2 separate regions of the Mus musculus genome follow, and region 1 is linked to region 2. A link is a contact called in public promoter capture Hi-C data. All regions are on one chromosome and are shown on one strand. Each heading gives the region's core, a stretch centred on a gene start, on an enhancer-like site or on the middle of the called end of the contact. The rest is flanking DNA. Distances are from core to core; before and after follow the strand shown. Region 1 has its middle 45 kb from the start of Scaf4. Region 2 holds the start of Map3k7cl (Map3k7 C-terminal like).

What was found. Promoter capture Hi-C pulls out the DNA fragments that hold promoters and counts their contacts.
Region 1: a contact with region 2 is called in a promoter capture Hi-C map of liver, with 2.8 times the contacts expected there. The contact joins the enhancer-like site here to the promoter of Map3k7cl in region 2. A contact is called at or near these places in 7 of 39 promoter capture datasets (the 3T3-L1 cell line, the C10 cell line, hippocampal neurons and 3 more).

The regions. Positions count from the first base shown.
Region 1 is chr16:90,325,244-90,333,059 of GRCm38.p6, forward strand. No RefSeq gene overlaps it. Among named protein-coding and RNA genes, the nearest start is that of Scaf4, 45 kb to the left of the region's middle. Within about 2 kb of position 5,933, at least 8 of the 459 cell types and tissues checked have an H3K27ac peak or open chromatin away from gene starts, as enhancers often do.
Region 2 is chr16:87,549,873-87,557,446 of GRCm38.p6, forward strand. It overlaps Map3k7cl (Map3k7 C-terminal like), which reads left to right and starts at 3,458. Exons shown (of 5, transcript NM_144854.2): 1 at 3,458-3,723; 2 at 6,030-6,138. The coding sequence starts at 6,069.

The DNA.
Region 1 (7,816 bases), core at 4,683-7,182, 2.8 Mb after region 2:
TGGGAATTGAACTCAGGACCTTCAGAAGAGCAGTCAGTGCTCTTAACCGCTGAGCCATCTCTCCAGTTTTAAGTCCCTTAGGTCTTTATAGCCTCCAGCAGTGCTGTTGATCTCTTGCAGTGGCTGGTCTTGCAGTCTTTATACACACACTCTCCACTTTCTGATCTTACAGCTTTTCGTCCTCTGGAGTCTCTGCCACTGTTCTTTCTATGCCGCCTTCCTTCCCTGATGATCTGTCCCGAGTGCTCTCTGGAGCTCTTTAGTCTGCTTCTCGTGTGGTCCTGGACCAAATGCAAGGGAGGAAAGGGGAAGGCATCTCTTCCAGCTTCCATCCCTCTCCATTTCCTCGTAGTGCAGCTGCCTCTGGTCCTCTTCCTTGTCCTCGATGTTTCTTTGGCTCTTGCTGCCAGCCCCTCCCTGCCACAAGGGACTGTACCTCAAACTGTGAGCCAAAGCCAACCTTCCTTTCTTTAAGTTGCTTTTGTCTCAGCACTGGGATGGTAGAGGAGGAGGAAGATCATAAGTTTGAGACCAGCCTGGGTTCCATAGAGATTTCCAGGCCAGTCTACACTAGATAGCAATACCCTACATCAAAACAACATAAACAGCACAGAAAAATCAAAATCTGAAAACCAGCCATCCCCTTACAGCTGGACTTATTTGAAGGGAAAATAAACATTAAATGGTGTTTACAACAGAGACAAACAGTAACCTTAATACTCCATGAAGCAACTCTTTGACAATGTCATGTGCACGCTTGTGTGCACATGTGTGTAAATGTGTGTGTATTGTATATGCATATATGTAAATGTATAATATGTATGTGTGAGCTATATATCGTGTATTTATTTTGCTCTCTCCACTGAGTCCCTTCTTACCCACAAGTCACCCTCCTACCTTCATGACTTTATTTATTTATTAATTATTATTATTATTATTTTGATTATATGTAAGTACACTGTAGCTGACTTCAGACACACCAGAAGAGGGAGTCAGATCTCATTACAGGTGGTTGTAAGCCACCATATGGTTGCTGGGATTTGAACTCAGGACCTTTGGAAGAGCAGTCAGTGCTCTTAGCTGCTGAGCCATCTCACCAGCCCCCTTGATGACTTTTTATTTTGGTGACACAATGAATTCAATTAAAATTGCTTTTATGAGCATGGAGAGGTGGGGAGTTATTTACTGGCATGTGGCGGTTTAACAGCGGCTACTCCACTGCAGCAGATCACCACTGTGAATTCCTACCTACTGTGGCCATATCACGTCCAGATGACAGCATTTCACGCATTCTTCGCTGTCTTCTGGCTCTTAAGTTGTTTGTTCCCTAGAGTCTTGGAGGTTGATCAGGTGATACTGATGTTTGTCTTAGGGTGAGCCGCTTGGTGGTCAAGGTCAGCTTTTCTCAGCGCTTTGATCAGAGGTGAGTCTCTGTAATAATTACACCCCCACCCCACCCCCGTGAAGAGAAATCTCGGTGAGTGAGGCTAAAACAGCTCCAAGTTATGGATACAAACATTAGTCTTAATACTTGGAACAGCATCCAACAAGACCCACATATGCTAGGCAAGCACTCTCCCAGAGAGCTGCATCCCGACCATTGGGAAAGGATGGATTCTATCTGCTCATCTCCCCCAAGGACTCTATGGAGTAAAACACTGAAGACAAGGAGAGGTCTCACAAGGAGAGGTTGATGTTAGGCTGTGGTCTGCAGAACAGGCTGGCTCACTGATGTTGTTTCAGGTATGGGTCATAATAATTTTATCCACACGAGTTCTTGGCATACAAGTAAATAACATTAAGGATGGGAGACTTTTTCTCCTATCAAGATGGAGAAAGAACATATATCTCCTTTGGGAGATGACAGTAGCCCCCCCGCATCTAGCTATTAGAGCAGACTGAAAGGCTTCAAGTGAAAACTTTAAAGAACATCAATGTAAGAAGACAGAGTGATAATGTGGAGTTTGTAGAAACTCTTTTTCCTATCTCTGGAATCCAACACAGGGGCTCCACTAGAAACAGCAATGGAAGAAAAACTTCCTGCTCCTCGCACGGCCCTGACCTCAGTCGTTCATTGACAGATGATTGTTTCTTTATTTATGTATATATGTGAGTGTCTGTACGAGTGTCTACCGTGTGTGTGTGTGTGTGTGTGTGTGTGTGTAGATGTCTACAGAGGCCAGAGGAGGGTGTTGGATTTCCTGGAACTGGAGTTACAGGCAGTTGAGAGCTGCCTGATGTGGGTGTTCAGAACTGAACCTGGGTTCTCTGGAAGAGCAGCTGGCTCTCCTGACTACCCAGCCATCTCCCCAGCTCCACCTGAGCTCTGTCATCAGAAGAGAGAAAGATAACAAAATTCTATCTAATTGCTGCCCAGGTTAGTATATACTCACTAGACCCTCCAAACACACGTTGAACTGAATCCAGAGAGCGGGATGCTCGTAGCTGGGGGGTGGGGGGCTGGTTCTGTCTAGTATGCTCATATAGTCACATATCCATGTGTGATCTGCATGTTGTGTTTATTGAGGGTCAGTTGTGTGAGCTCTTGAGCCTCTTTTGAGTGTTTGTTTTATTATTTTGTATGTATGTATGTATGTATGTATGTATGTATGTATGTATGTATATATATTTATTTATTGAGACAGGGCTCCTCTGTGTAGCCTTGGCTGTACTGGAACTTACTGTAGACCAGGCTCATCTTGAACTCACAGAGATCTGCGTGCCTCTGACACCTCAGTGCTGGGATTAAAGGCGTGTGCCAACACTGTCCAGCAGCTCTGAGCCTCTTTCTGCCACCGGTACTCATAACAGCAGCTAATTAAATCATATAAGTGTTACATGATCCATTTTATTCAACAAATGGAATGTGTACAGATGCCAGGCGTGGTCTTCCTGTCCAGAATAAGTCAGTGAATGAAGAACAAAGACACCTTCTCTCCATATCATCTATACTTTATTCCAGAAGATACAAACTACCTTTTAGAGAGCTCAGTTGAATGCTTGGGTAAGACCCAACATATGTAAATTGCTCAAACTGTTGCTTAATTTGGTGTGTTTGAGACAACTGTAAGAAGATTGGAAGAAATACTTCAACATTCTGGAAGGATTCCACTCTCAGAATACTCCACAAGTGTCCTTAAATTCTTCTTCTATTTTAGGAAAATCAAAACTAGAAAAGCACAAAAACAGTTTATAAAAAAAAAATTCAAAACCTCAATGACATTCAATCAACAGACCCAAAAGAAGGCCTTATGTCCGCACAAAGCGTTTAAGGTAAATATTTGTTTATTCTTTTCCTTTTTCAAAATGAGTTTTTTTTTTTTTTTTTACTGTGCAAGGACTCCTAGTTCCAACTGGGTCAGGTGATTTCCTCTCCTGGCGTTTGAAGACCTCTTCAATCAGAATTGCTAGGGAACAGCAGTTTTGAATTGGGGATTCTGGATGTGGCCTCTGGGCATCTGCAGTTAGACAAGCTTTGTGGGGACCTACTCCAGAAGTGTGGCTGCCATTGGCTTTTACCACTCGGAAAAACCTCTGGGTCGCTCTGTGTCGCTATGTCTCTGTGTCTGTCTGTCTGTCTGTCTGTGTCTATCTCTCTGTCTCTCTCTGTCTCTCTCTCTCTTTCTGCCATCCTCTGGGTCTTTCTTGAGACTTTGAAGACCAGAGGCCTACACAGCAGTCACTGGGGAGACCCAGCCTATGTTTACAAGGCCAAGCCTCTCAGCCATCTCAGTGTGAACTGTGTCAAAGGAGAGACCTGGTATCGAAGGAAAAACTGAACATGTGGTTGTATGTGTGTACATGTTTGTGCACATGCGTGTCGAAGCCAGCCATCAATGCTGGATATCTTTCTCAGTTGCTCTTCACCTGACACTTCTGACACAGAATATCTCACTGAACCTGGAGATCATTGACTTAGCTGGGCAAGTGCGGAGGCTCTTGTCTTCTTTTTTTTTTTTTTAAAACCTGGGCTCTAGAGGATCAACCTCAGGCCTCATGCTCACACAGCTGGCTCTTTACCAACTAAGCCATCTTGCCAGCCCTCAGTGTGTGATTTTTGTACCCAAATTAGGCGTCCCAAGGAAATTAAAAGGTGGTAATCTTAAACCCTTTATTACCTTCAGATAAAATCAGCCTGTGACTGAGTTACATGCACAACTATACAGCGATACGGGATTATTATAGTTGTGTAGCAGTCCCTACAGATTCTTAAAGATGGTGAGAGTCTCAGGTTGGCCCAGGAGTCTGGGTGGACTGGACACAGGACTTAGAAAATTAAATCTGAGATGGTCCTGGACAAACTGGGAAAGTTGGTCACCATAGAGAATAATCAACTTAGGAGCAAGCACAGAAGAGGAGAGCTTTGTGGAGGAGGATGTCTGAGTGGGCGTTCAGCCTGGAAGAATGGATAGCCACCCAGAGTTAGGGAGCAGAGAGAATTCTAATTCAGACGCATGAGCCGCCCCAGAATTCCTGGCACTGTTTGCTTAAATCCAGGTATTTTAAACGTGGCGTGTTCTTAGCCATCACTTGGCGTGTTGCTACAGGAAGTGTGATGGAGCTAAGTGGTTCAGCTGCAAGCTGAAGCGGTAACAATTTCGACTCACACCCACCTCAGAATACAGGTTAATTAGCTGCTGTTTGCAGAAGCCTCAGGAGCAGGCAGCATGCCCCCCTCCCGGCCCCCCCTCAGATATTATTAGCCACTTAGCGACACCTTGAACGTGTTAAACCCTATTTCTGTACTTCTACCAGCCCTTGCTTCTTCAGACTTCTTTGAAATAGCAGTTCCTGCAGATTTCAGCACAAGCGTCTCGCTAGAGCCAAAGGAACCACAGTGCCCATCATGTGTGTGACTTGGTTCCAAACCAACCCCAGGGCTGCAGGACCATCTTCCAAACACACAAGCCACAGTCTTGTTGAAAGGTTGTTGCATCTTCTCTCTGTGAAATAGTCATAGATACCTTTTACATACATTGCTCATGTGTCCTTTTTTAAAATATACATATATGTAACACCATAGATCAGGTGATAGGTGGTCACAAGATATCAAGTACCATTTATCTTTGTGTGTGTGTGTGCCCACATGTATGCATGCATGCGTGCATATGAGTGGTGTACTTGTGGGTATATAGAAGCTAGAGAATGACACCTGGCAAAACCAGAACACTATACAGTCTTCAGAAAGACAGCTTGGGGCCTCTCTCCTGACACCTCTAGGCACATGCACTGTGTCCTTTAGCTATGGAGAGTGTCCCCAGTCACCTTCAATATGAGCTATTCCTGTTAGGCTCCTGTACTAAGGCTTATTTGGCAGGTGATGGGCCTTTGTGAAGTCACTGGACTCTGAGGGATGTGACCTAGTTAGCAAATGATCAATCTGCTGATGAATTTGTTAGGAAGTGGTAGAGACTGGGAGGCAGGGTCTGTCTAGAGGAGCTAGGTCACAGCAACATGTGGCTGAAGAGTATGATTGCGTCTGGTGCCTTCTCATCTCTCCCTTTGCTTTATAGGCACTGCAAGGTGGGCATGTTCGCTCTACCATGGCCTGAAATCACTGGAGCCAAACGCTGGATGAACCATGAAAGAAACCTCTGAAGCTGAGCTCCCTCCCAGCAGACTTGAGACAATTGGCCTCTGGCCATTGGTTTTCTTTTGCTTTAGAAGTAGCGAGTCCTCTTGGTTGGAGGGAGCCTCCTTAGTGTCGACAGAGCTATCTGGTTATTTTTGCTTTCTTCTCTCTGTCCTTCATGGTCTTCTTTCATTTGAGTGGATGGAAAACCTCCTAATGATATCTTAAAATGTTGTTTTCCTCTCACACACTCAGCAGTCTGTATTTCCCTAACACTCGTTCGAAGATCAGAATACATCTCGATAGTCATGGTAGGCATTAGTCAGTTATGGGTTGGACCTGCCCGGTAGACGTTTCTGTCATCATGGAACTGTTCTCTGTTTCCACTGTCTACAGAAGCCACAGGCATCCTTGTGTGCTTCAGATATGACTAGTGCCAACAAGAAACCACAGTTTAAGTTTTATACAAATTAAAAATTTAGATGGCTCCATGCAGCCTGCAGTTGCGGTACAGGGCAGTACAATTATGTGACACATAGGTACTGTCTGCTTTCTCCTCCAGTTCCTGGTTGCAATGTCACCCAGGTCCACTCCTTCCCTGTCTCTAAGCTCCTTAATACCAAGGAAGTAAGCACTCAGCTCTGTGCCCTCTGGTTTCTGCGACTCTCAGACTCCTTTGCAGGTCGAGTGGGAGGGAGGGCTGGGCAAAGCTTGTAGAAACGTCAGCTACCCAGGTGAGAAAATTCCGGTTGCTTTGCATTCTCTTTATTGACACAATAGGGTTACCTGGTTCAGAGGAGGGCAACAGCTAAATCTTAAAATGAGACACCAGAGTCACAGGTGGATCACATTTCTATTTCATTTTAACGTGTGTTTAAACTAATATAAGCCATTAGAGTGGCGCCTACTTGAAAACAACATATTATCAACATTTTAGAAGAAAGCTTGTGGGAATGGTAAATACACAACCAGAAAATAATCCAAAGAACGAGCTCTGCATTTGCACAGAGGAGGGCAGCGAGCGCTGTTCTCAAGCCTCCAGCGGAGGCTCCATCTCTTTGGGATGGAATAAGCTGACCAGGACTCGGGATGAAGGGGAAGATTGGGAAAGGTGGTTTACACAATGGTGTCCCTGAGAGAACACTGGGATAGGGTGTTTCTCAGGCAGTGAAACACTTATTCTGTGAGCAGTCTTCAAAGTCAAGTTAGAAGTCCTGCGAAGAGGAGCTGCCTAGAGACAACAGTGCAGAGATGCCATGCATTGGGGAGGATCCAGGGTGGCCCAGTGGCATTGACGGTAAGGTAGAGGGTCTGCTTCAGAGTGGGTCAGATAGAGACTATGTAAGGGACAATTCTCCAGCTTGAAGGAAAGTCAAGAAGCCTGCTGATTTGGTTCCCAAGGGTCTCTCCTGGCTTCCTGGAATCTTATCGCCGTGCCTTCACACCAGAGAGAGAACTACGGTTCCTTCCTCCTCTTATAAGAATTGAGGATCCCACCCCCTGACCTTATGAAAGCTTCGACATGAATCTGGCCTGCTCACACCTTTGGGTCCCAGGGTTGCAGCATTCAGGACTGAAATAAATTTCTGTTAAGCCACCTGCTCTGATACATTGTGACAGTAGCCATAGCAGGCAGATGCTACCATTATTGTGATGTATCCATTAACCTTCCACACGGATGTCTATGCCCCCCCTATGTAGAATGTGACAGTCCTAAAGAGGCCTAGGCTGGTCAAAAAGAGAGGCTTGGGATTGAACATGGAGATGGGGACTCTGTGGGCTGGATGCTACGGATGGGAATATATGGCACCTAACAGATTGCACCCAGCAGCAAACAAGACCCAGGCCCCAGGAACAGGCTCTGTCTCAGGAGAAGCAGAACATTGCTCTTCTGAATAGATCCCACTGTGCCCCGAATGCATCACAAAAGGATGTGTGGGAACCATATCCTCTGATGTGACAGTACTGGGAAGGGAAGACTTACAGGAGGTGTCAGTGACAAGGACGTGACCCTCGTGAACAGACCACTGCCTGTTACAGAATGCTGGAGTCTGCCGATTAAGCTTGATGTCTCTGTTGTTCCTTTCCCCTCCTCTGTGTGATGTCTTCCCCTTCTCATGATGGCATCGAATACAAGTCCTTCCATCCTGGACCTTGTAGACTCCAGAAATGCACTAATTACATTTGCATTTGCTGCACATTATCCAGACTCCAGGGTTCTGTTATTGCAGTACAAATTGCACT
Region 2 (7,574 bases), core at 2,208-4,707:
AAGTTCAGTGGTTGTCACCCTCCTTCTAACCTTGAGCTTCAGGAAAACAACGATCTTAAGCTGGTCACCCTGCTAACTGAAACCTCAAGTGGACTTGCATTCGTAAAAACAATCCTTAGTCTCTTCCAGAGTGAAACGTGGTGACAAGATAGGATCAGAAATTCTTAAATAATAAAAAAAAATCTATTCAATCTGGGGGAGGGGGAGGGAACATGTTTAGTGCTTAAGACCATGCTCGCTGAGATGACCTAGTTTGGTTCCCAGGACCTGCAAGGTGGCTCACAACTGCCTGTAATTCCAGTTCCAGGAGATCCAGTGCCTATTCTGACCTACAAGGGCTCCTCCACACTCGTGGTACGCATAGAAACGCCCAGGCACATAAAATAAAATTTCAAGAATCCATATGATTTTGCACATCATCTAAAAGGATAAACGCAAAGCCAGTGGGGCAGTGTCTTACGTTTGCTCCCGATCCATGAAGCTTGTGTGGAGTTTCCCTTGTGTTACTGTGACCAACCAAAAAGAAGCAGGAAGAGGCCCCGGGTACTCGAGGCTTGACTGTGGTCGGCGGCAGGAGGAGAGGCTGGCTTGAAGCTGACCTTATGAGGTAGTGACCATGCTTCCTAAGCAACCGAGCAAGTCAGAGGAAGCACTGCTCTGGAAACACAGTTCATAAAATTCTTTTATTATATTGAGAAATTTATATCTCTAGATTATGATAATAGTCTAAACTATGAGCCTATCCTAAATCATAATCAGAAACAAACTCATATGTGAACATACTATGGCCTCCTTAGTTCTGGGCTGGTGTGGAACCTACTTTGTAGACAAGACTGGAGCTGAACTCACAGAGGTCTTCTTGACTTTGCTTCCTAAGTGCTGGGATTAAAGGCACACACAAGCTGAAAGTCCCTTTTTTTTAATTAAAAAAAATAACTCTCCCATAACAATGTTCTAATTTGTGTCTGGAGTGTTTCCAAAGGTCCACCTATTCTTGACCCCAGCTGGTCACTTGGGAAATTGTTGAATTTTCTCCCTTTGCTTCATTCCATGAAGGATAACACAGCCTTCTCCCCCAAGTGCTCTGGCAATGATGTACTGTCCTGCCACAGGTGCCATCCAATGGGCTCAAGTGACCATGGATGGGAGCTCCTGACACCATGACACAAAATAAGCCCTTCCCCTTTTCATTTTCTATCTCAAATGTCTTGTTATGGCAATGAAAAGCTGACTAACACAAGCAGTGAAAATACTTATTGCTGAAGAGAATAAAACAACAACAACAAAACGTGGGTATTGGTACCACTCATAAACATACGGTTGATGTGTTAATATTTTCATGTGCACATATATCCTTTCCGGATTGAATTTCTATATATATATTTTTGCATTCCTAAAGTGCCATCTGGGTTATTTTGGGTTTCAGTTGTGGGACTTGACTTCATTTGTGTTTCCTATTGGTTGCTTGAATGTGTTTTGAGTAACGAGCCCATACGTGCACCATCATTCCTAAGGTGACAGAAGAGTTAGTAGATATTAAGGTTGGAAACATTTCAATTTATAGCATCAGGCTCAGACAGAGCATATTTAGACTATCTAAGTAAGAAAAATGAGACATTTTAAAATTTATGCTTTACTCAGTGTTGTCAAATTATCCTTTGTTGAAGTCTTTTCCACTGTAGCATCTGGCAGACACCTCTCTCTCTCTCTCTCTCTCTCTCTCTCTCAGGCATCTTTGATCTTGGAAGGGGCAGCCATGAGTGTTATAGCCCGTGTCCTGGGAAGCCCCCAGGATTACTGACATGAGTCTGGGATACAGAGATGATGCCTCTGTCAGGTACATGATCACAGAAGGAGATGCGTTCCATGTATTTAATATGAACTGTCACTTTAAGAAAGGTCTGTTTTTCATCCCTAACTCCAGATGCTAGCAGTTACTGATAACTGTAGCAACATCAGTGTCACCACCAGCCCCTCTCAAGGCAGGCCTAGGGGCCTGATGTGGGAGTCCCTAAAGATATGGTATTGCCTTCCTTTTCATTGTTTTGGCGAAGGACTTAAGAAAGTAAACTTGTAAGTCTGAAAGATGAATTTGGTCTCTCATGGCTTCAAAGGCTACACTTGGTCCCATTGCCTTTGGGCCCGTGGTGAGGCAATTTATCATGGAGCACGTGATGTAAGAAAACTGTACCCATCAATACATCCAGAGAGCAAAGAGAGAGTAAGAGGAGGGGGCTGGACGCTAATATCTTTAAAGGCATACCTCCAGTCACCTAAGTGGGACCCCCCTCACCCCAAAGTTTCCATCACTTCAAAGTCATGCTGTGGACAGCAGAGCAAACCTTCCATGCATAGGCCTTTGGATGGCATTTAAAATGCAAGACACAATTACTGACTTGCATTCAGCACATAAATGATGCACTACTTTGACTTCTTTGAGGCTGAGTGTATCACCCAGGATTGTCATGTGAACCTGGATGCTAGACCATGGAACAGCCTGCCATTGATGGATCACATGATAAAAATATGTTTGGTTTAGTAAGAAATGATCAAATTGTATTCTAAGGTTCTTTTATCCTTTTGTATTCCCACTAGAAGTGAGGGAGAGCTAGCATTCTTCTCCATATGTACTTCATCGCTTGTGTTGGGATGTGAGCCCTGGGAACGGGTGCCAGGCAATGCCCCATTATTTCTGTCTGTGGCTCTCTACTGACATGAAAGCCAACCATCTTTCCATAGGTTTACTGGCTATCTGTTTACCTTTGCTGAAAAGTGTCTGTTGAGAACTCTCGACCTCTCCCCCTTCCTCCTCCTCACTCCCCGACTGGACTGTTTCCCCTCTGTCCAGTTTTAAGTTTTCTTCCCATATTTCGGATTCCCCTGTGCATTTCGCAAATATCTCCTTTCAGTTTGTGGCTTTGTCTTTGCATTCTCTTAACGTTATTTATGTTTAACTCTTTAACCTTAACGTCATGGTTCAGTTATTTTTAAATACCCAAGGCATCCAAGTTTAACGACTGTGAAGAGAAGTCGAAGGGATCCCGATGTTCCCGGTTGACCACTGACCCCTTTGGTGAGCGACTGCCGTGGTAGAGCGGATCAAGCCATCAAGCTCAGGACCAGCTCAACCTCAAACCTCACCTTCTTAATGGGATCATCACTGCTACGTTCCAAGAGGCAGCCAGTGGCCTGTCCAAGTTGGCTGGGTCTAGCTGAGCTGACATTTTTGCTGACTAGAGTCATGCTATCTTTGCCAGTTCGCTGGAATAGACGCAGACACGGATTGGGTCACCACGAAGACATTCCTGTCTTGTGAAGCAAGTCTGTTTGTATTTTAGGTTTGCCAGGACTAATGAATTAAAACATTTGGACGCTCTACAGCTTGCTGTTTATCAATGCTTCTGACAGGAGGAGGGTTTTTCTTTTGCTCTTGCTTTTTCTAGAAACATGACAACATCCTGGCTGTCGGAGTGGCAAGGAAAGGAGAGAGGGGCTATGCGAGGAAGCGGAACAGGGAGGTCCCGTGGGATGGGACAGTGGGGTCCGGGGCAGAGCAGGTAGTGTGCAGCCTGGGCAGCTGTCTCTGCTCCTCAGAGTGTCGGTGGCTGCTATGCAGCAGGTGCAGACTGCTCTCTCGCTGAGTCTTGACTGCACAAACTCAACGACTGGCCAAGGCAGTGGCTGGCCCTGGATTACACAAGCGCAGACTCTCAACTAAGTGAGGTAAGGCAGCAGGTGTGAAACCCAGCTAACCGCTCTGAGCACGGGCAACTTAACTGAGGCTCCGTTACAGTGGCCGGAGAAGGACCCAGCAGCTGCTTTCCCCGGGGAGGTGCGATGGAAAGGCAAGTTGTGGATGCTGTGTGGCACTCAAAATCTACCGGATCTGGACATCACCCTTTTCAAGACAGACAGGCAGATATTTTCTGTTGTCTTGCCCTTAGCTGTGTTGATCGATTTCATTCCTCTAGCTGGAAGCCAGAGCAGAGGTTTAGTAAACCCAAGAGGCAGATTCCCGTCTCCTGTGCTTCATTTGTTGATGCGGGAAAGTGGAAAGGGATGTGTGCACCTGAAGAGGCGCGAGCTTCCCATCCCTAGAAGTCACACTCAGGCAGACTGCGCACTATAGGTCTCCCAGAAGTAAGACTTTCCCTCTCGGCTACAACTCTCGGAGCTTCTGCTTGTTTTGTTCAACTTGAGACCATCTGTGCTCTTTCCTCAGAAACAGGTGGTTCCGAGAATACTGATACCAAGCAGAAGAAACTACACACAAATGTGCCAGAGGGTTGGTTTTGTTTTTTTTGTTTTTTTTTTTTTTGAAAAGCAAGAAGTCCCGTGTTAAGTCATAGCCATTTCAGGATTCTGTCCTTTTGTAACATAAAGTTATGTTGTCATGGTGTGTAGAATGTCCAGGGCCCAGAGCTATTGTGAGGAGTAACTTGGGCGCAACAGAATTCTAAGTGGCTCATAAACATTTGCTGTGCTTTTAAGCTTTGCTGGATGGCTAATAGAGGCCCGTTTTCTTTCAGGATGGTACCTCAGATGGTTCACAATGTATCTACATCTGAATGCACATATACAAATGTAGGCCCTGAACTTGCCCACACAAGTAATTGTAAAAACAAACCCCAGTGTTCTGGATACTATTTTTAGACACAGAAAAGCTATGGGAAAGAGAAAAAAAAAACCTGACCATGAGAAAATATTCTGCTACCGCAGTTCCCAGGACCCTGCCAAGGATGGCTAAAGACAGTATTTATATTTTGCCATTTTTGGAGACATTTTCCTTAAAATATCATGCAGGTTTTTTTTGGGTTTCTGCCTACATGAGATGAATAGGAAGGAGAGAGTTTAGAAGAGGCATGACCAAAAATAGAAATGTTAATATGGGATGTTTTCCACATATTGTCTCTAAGTTTATTAACTAAATAATAATAATTTAATAAATAGAGCCACACACTCATGGGATGCCTTTGGGTGTTTGTTTGTTTAAAGGAGGGCTTCATGTAGCCCAAGCTGGCTTTGAACTCACGATTTAGTAAATATTACCTTGGATCAGCTGATCTTGCTCCCTTCCATACATGCTGGTAATTATAGCTGTGTGCCCTATGGCCAAGTTTTGTTTTGGGTTCTAGCCTGCTGTTAAGCGGTGAAACCTTGGGCATAAGTGTTTGATAGATTTCTAGGTCATCAGATAGTTAAGAATGTAATTTTCCTACTACAAATATAATGTGGTGTAAAATGGTTTGGGTTTACCTTAGATAATATTCGTCCTTTACTACCTCCCAAACAACCTATCGTATTTAATTTAGGCTTTGTGTGTGTGCTTGCGTGTCTGCACGGACGTGCAGGTGTGCACATGCACATGGAAGCCACAGGCCAACCTTTGGAGTTATGCCTCTGGTTTGGTCTTCCTTGTTCGTTGAGGCCGGGTCTTTCACTAGTTAGTGGGGCTTGCTGCCAGTTAGGCCAGGCTAGTTGTCCCAGGGGCCTCAGAGATCCGCTTGTCTCTATCTCTCCATTACTGAGGTCACAAGCTCATACTGCCATGCCCCCAGATTTTTACAGGAGAATTGAGCTCAGATCCTTCTGCTGCATGGCAAGCATATTACTGGCTGGACTCTCTCCCCAGCCCCTAGGCATGGAAAAGCAGCTTAGTCTGAGGCCATCTGACAGTCTACTAAGACTGTATCATTTTAATATTGTCCCCAATTAAAAATAATAGGCGACCCTCAAAACCAAAATTCAACTGATCAATGGAATGCAATATTGAAACTATGAAATAAGAATTTTTAAACCATGTCTCATTTATTCTGAATGTCTGTTACCGAAGTAATTTTTTTTTTTTTTTTTTTTTTTTTTTTTTTTTTTTTTGCAGAAGAGAAAAAAAAATTAAAATGGACCGGCTATGTACTTACAATGTGGGGAAAGGCAACTTACTAAATCTCCCTTCTTTTTTTCCGAGAGTCTCTGGAGTGTAGGGGTGTGATGCTGGGTAAACTGACAATGGCTATCTTGTGTCCTTGCAGCTGGAAGACCCAGGAGAAGGCCGGGCCTCAGGTGCCCACATGATCAGCACAGCCCGGGTACCTGCAGATAAGCCAGTTCGCATCGCGTTTAGCCTCAATGATGCCCCAGGTACACTTGGCTTCAGGGGAGAGGGCTGCCTCCTACACTTGCCGAATCTTCATCCTATTTGTGATTCCACGGAGAATGTTCAAAATTGCGTGTTTGCATGACCTGACGAGAAAATGTATGATACCCCACCACACAGTTAGATATTCTAGAAGTTCCTTCCACCTCACCACCAAAACTAATTTGGTTGTTTTAACTCTTCCTTCCTTCCTTCCTTCCTTTCTTCCTTCCTTCCTTCCTTCCTTCCTTCTTCCTTCCTTCCTTCCTTTCTTCCTCCTTTTCCCATTCTACCTTTCCTTCAGGATAAGATTCACAGAGCCATGACAACTTCTAAGGATAGCAGACGATGTCATTGTTAAAATGGCCCGAGGAAGTATTTCTTAAGAGCTGGCAGTTGGTTAGATAATATAAAAATATCACTGGCACCGTTCCAGCCACCCGTGTGCAAGGTTGGAGTCTCACTGGTGTTCCCACACTTCCGGCTAAACAAACAGACTTCACCAGGAGTGATGAATGGGGCAGGTGAGGAGGGGCCTCTCTAAATAGTAAAGTCTGAGGTGAGACTGCCGTATTTAGAGTCTTTTGTCATAGCTCCCCTCAGTGACCTCTTAACACGCATATGGAATCGCAGCACCCTTGATCAAGGGGCCCAAGTGGTGGGAGGTCACAGTGGCTGTGAAAGGAAGATCTGCTCTATGAGCTCTGAGACTAATGTCACCTGTTAAAATCACAGGCTCATGCATTACCATTTAACACTCAGGTCTTTTGAGAAAGGAGTCTCATTTTCTCTGTTTTTCCCTCTCTCCTTCCCTGGAGTGTCCACATAGGAGTGATGTTTTACAAATTAATGATTCAGGGCTGGGGGTGATAGCTTAGCCAGTAAAGTACTGTCCATGCAGACACAAAGACCTAAGCTCAGTTTCCTAGAAGCCTTAGACAAAAGCTGGGCATGTGGGTGCACACTTGTAAATCCAGTACTGGGGAGATAGAAGTGGAAGGATCCTTGGTGTGTGGCACTTGAAAAATGCCACCAAGGTTGTCTTCTGGCCCCTACATAAATGCTGACACACACACACACACACACACACACACACACACACACACACACGATTGATGTGTGAAAAGCGGCATAATCATTCCAAAAGAATATAAAGTAAGGATTTTGGCTCTGGAAATTCTGGTGTGACATACCCAGATGCTATATGCTGGGTGATTACATAGCTATTCGTCTACCCTAAAGCCTTCCAGACTGTAGTCACAGTGCAGAATGTTCTGGAGTACGGAGAGGTGAAAACTCAACTCTTCATTATGTATTTTTGACTCTAATCCCATGACCTTTTTCAATGTACACTGTCTCCCACTCAAGGGTTAGTCTGTAAGACACTGGTGAGAAGAAACAGCTGCACGAGGAAGAACCACACCGACAGAAATTCTGATTC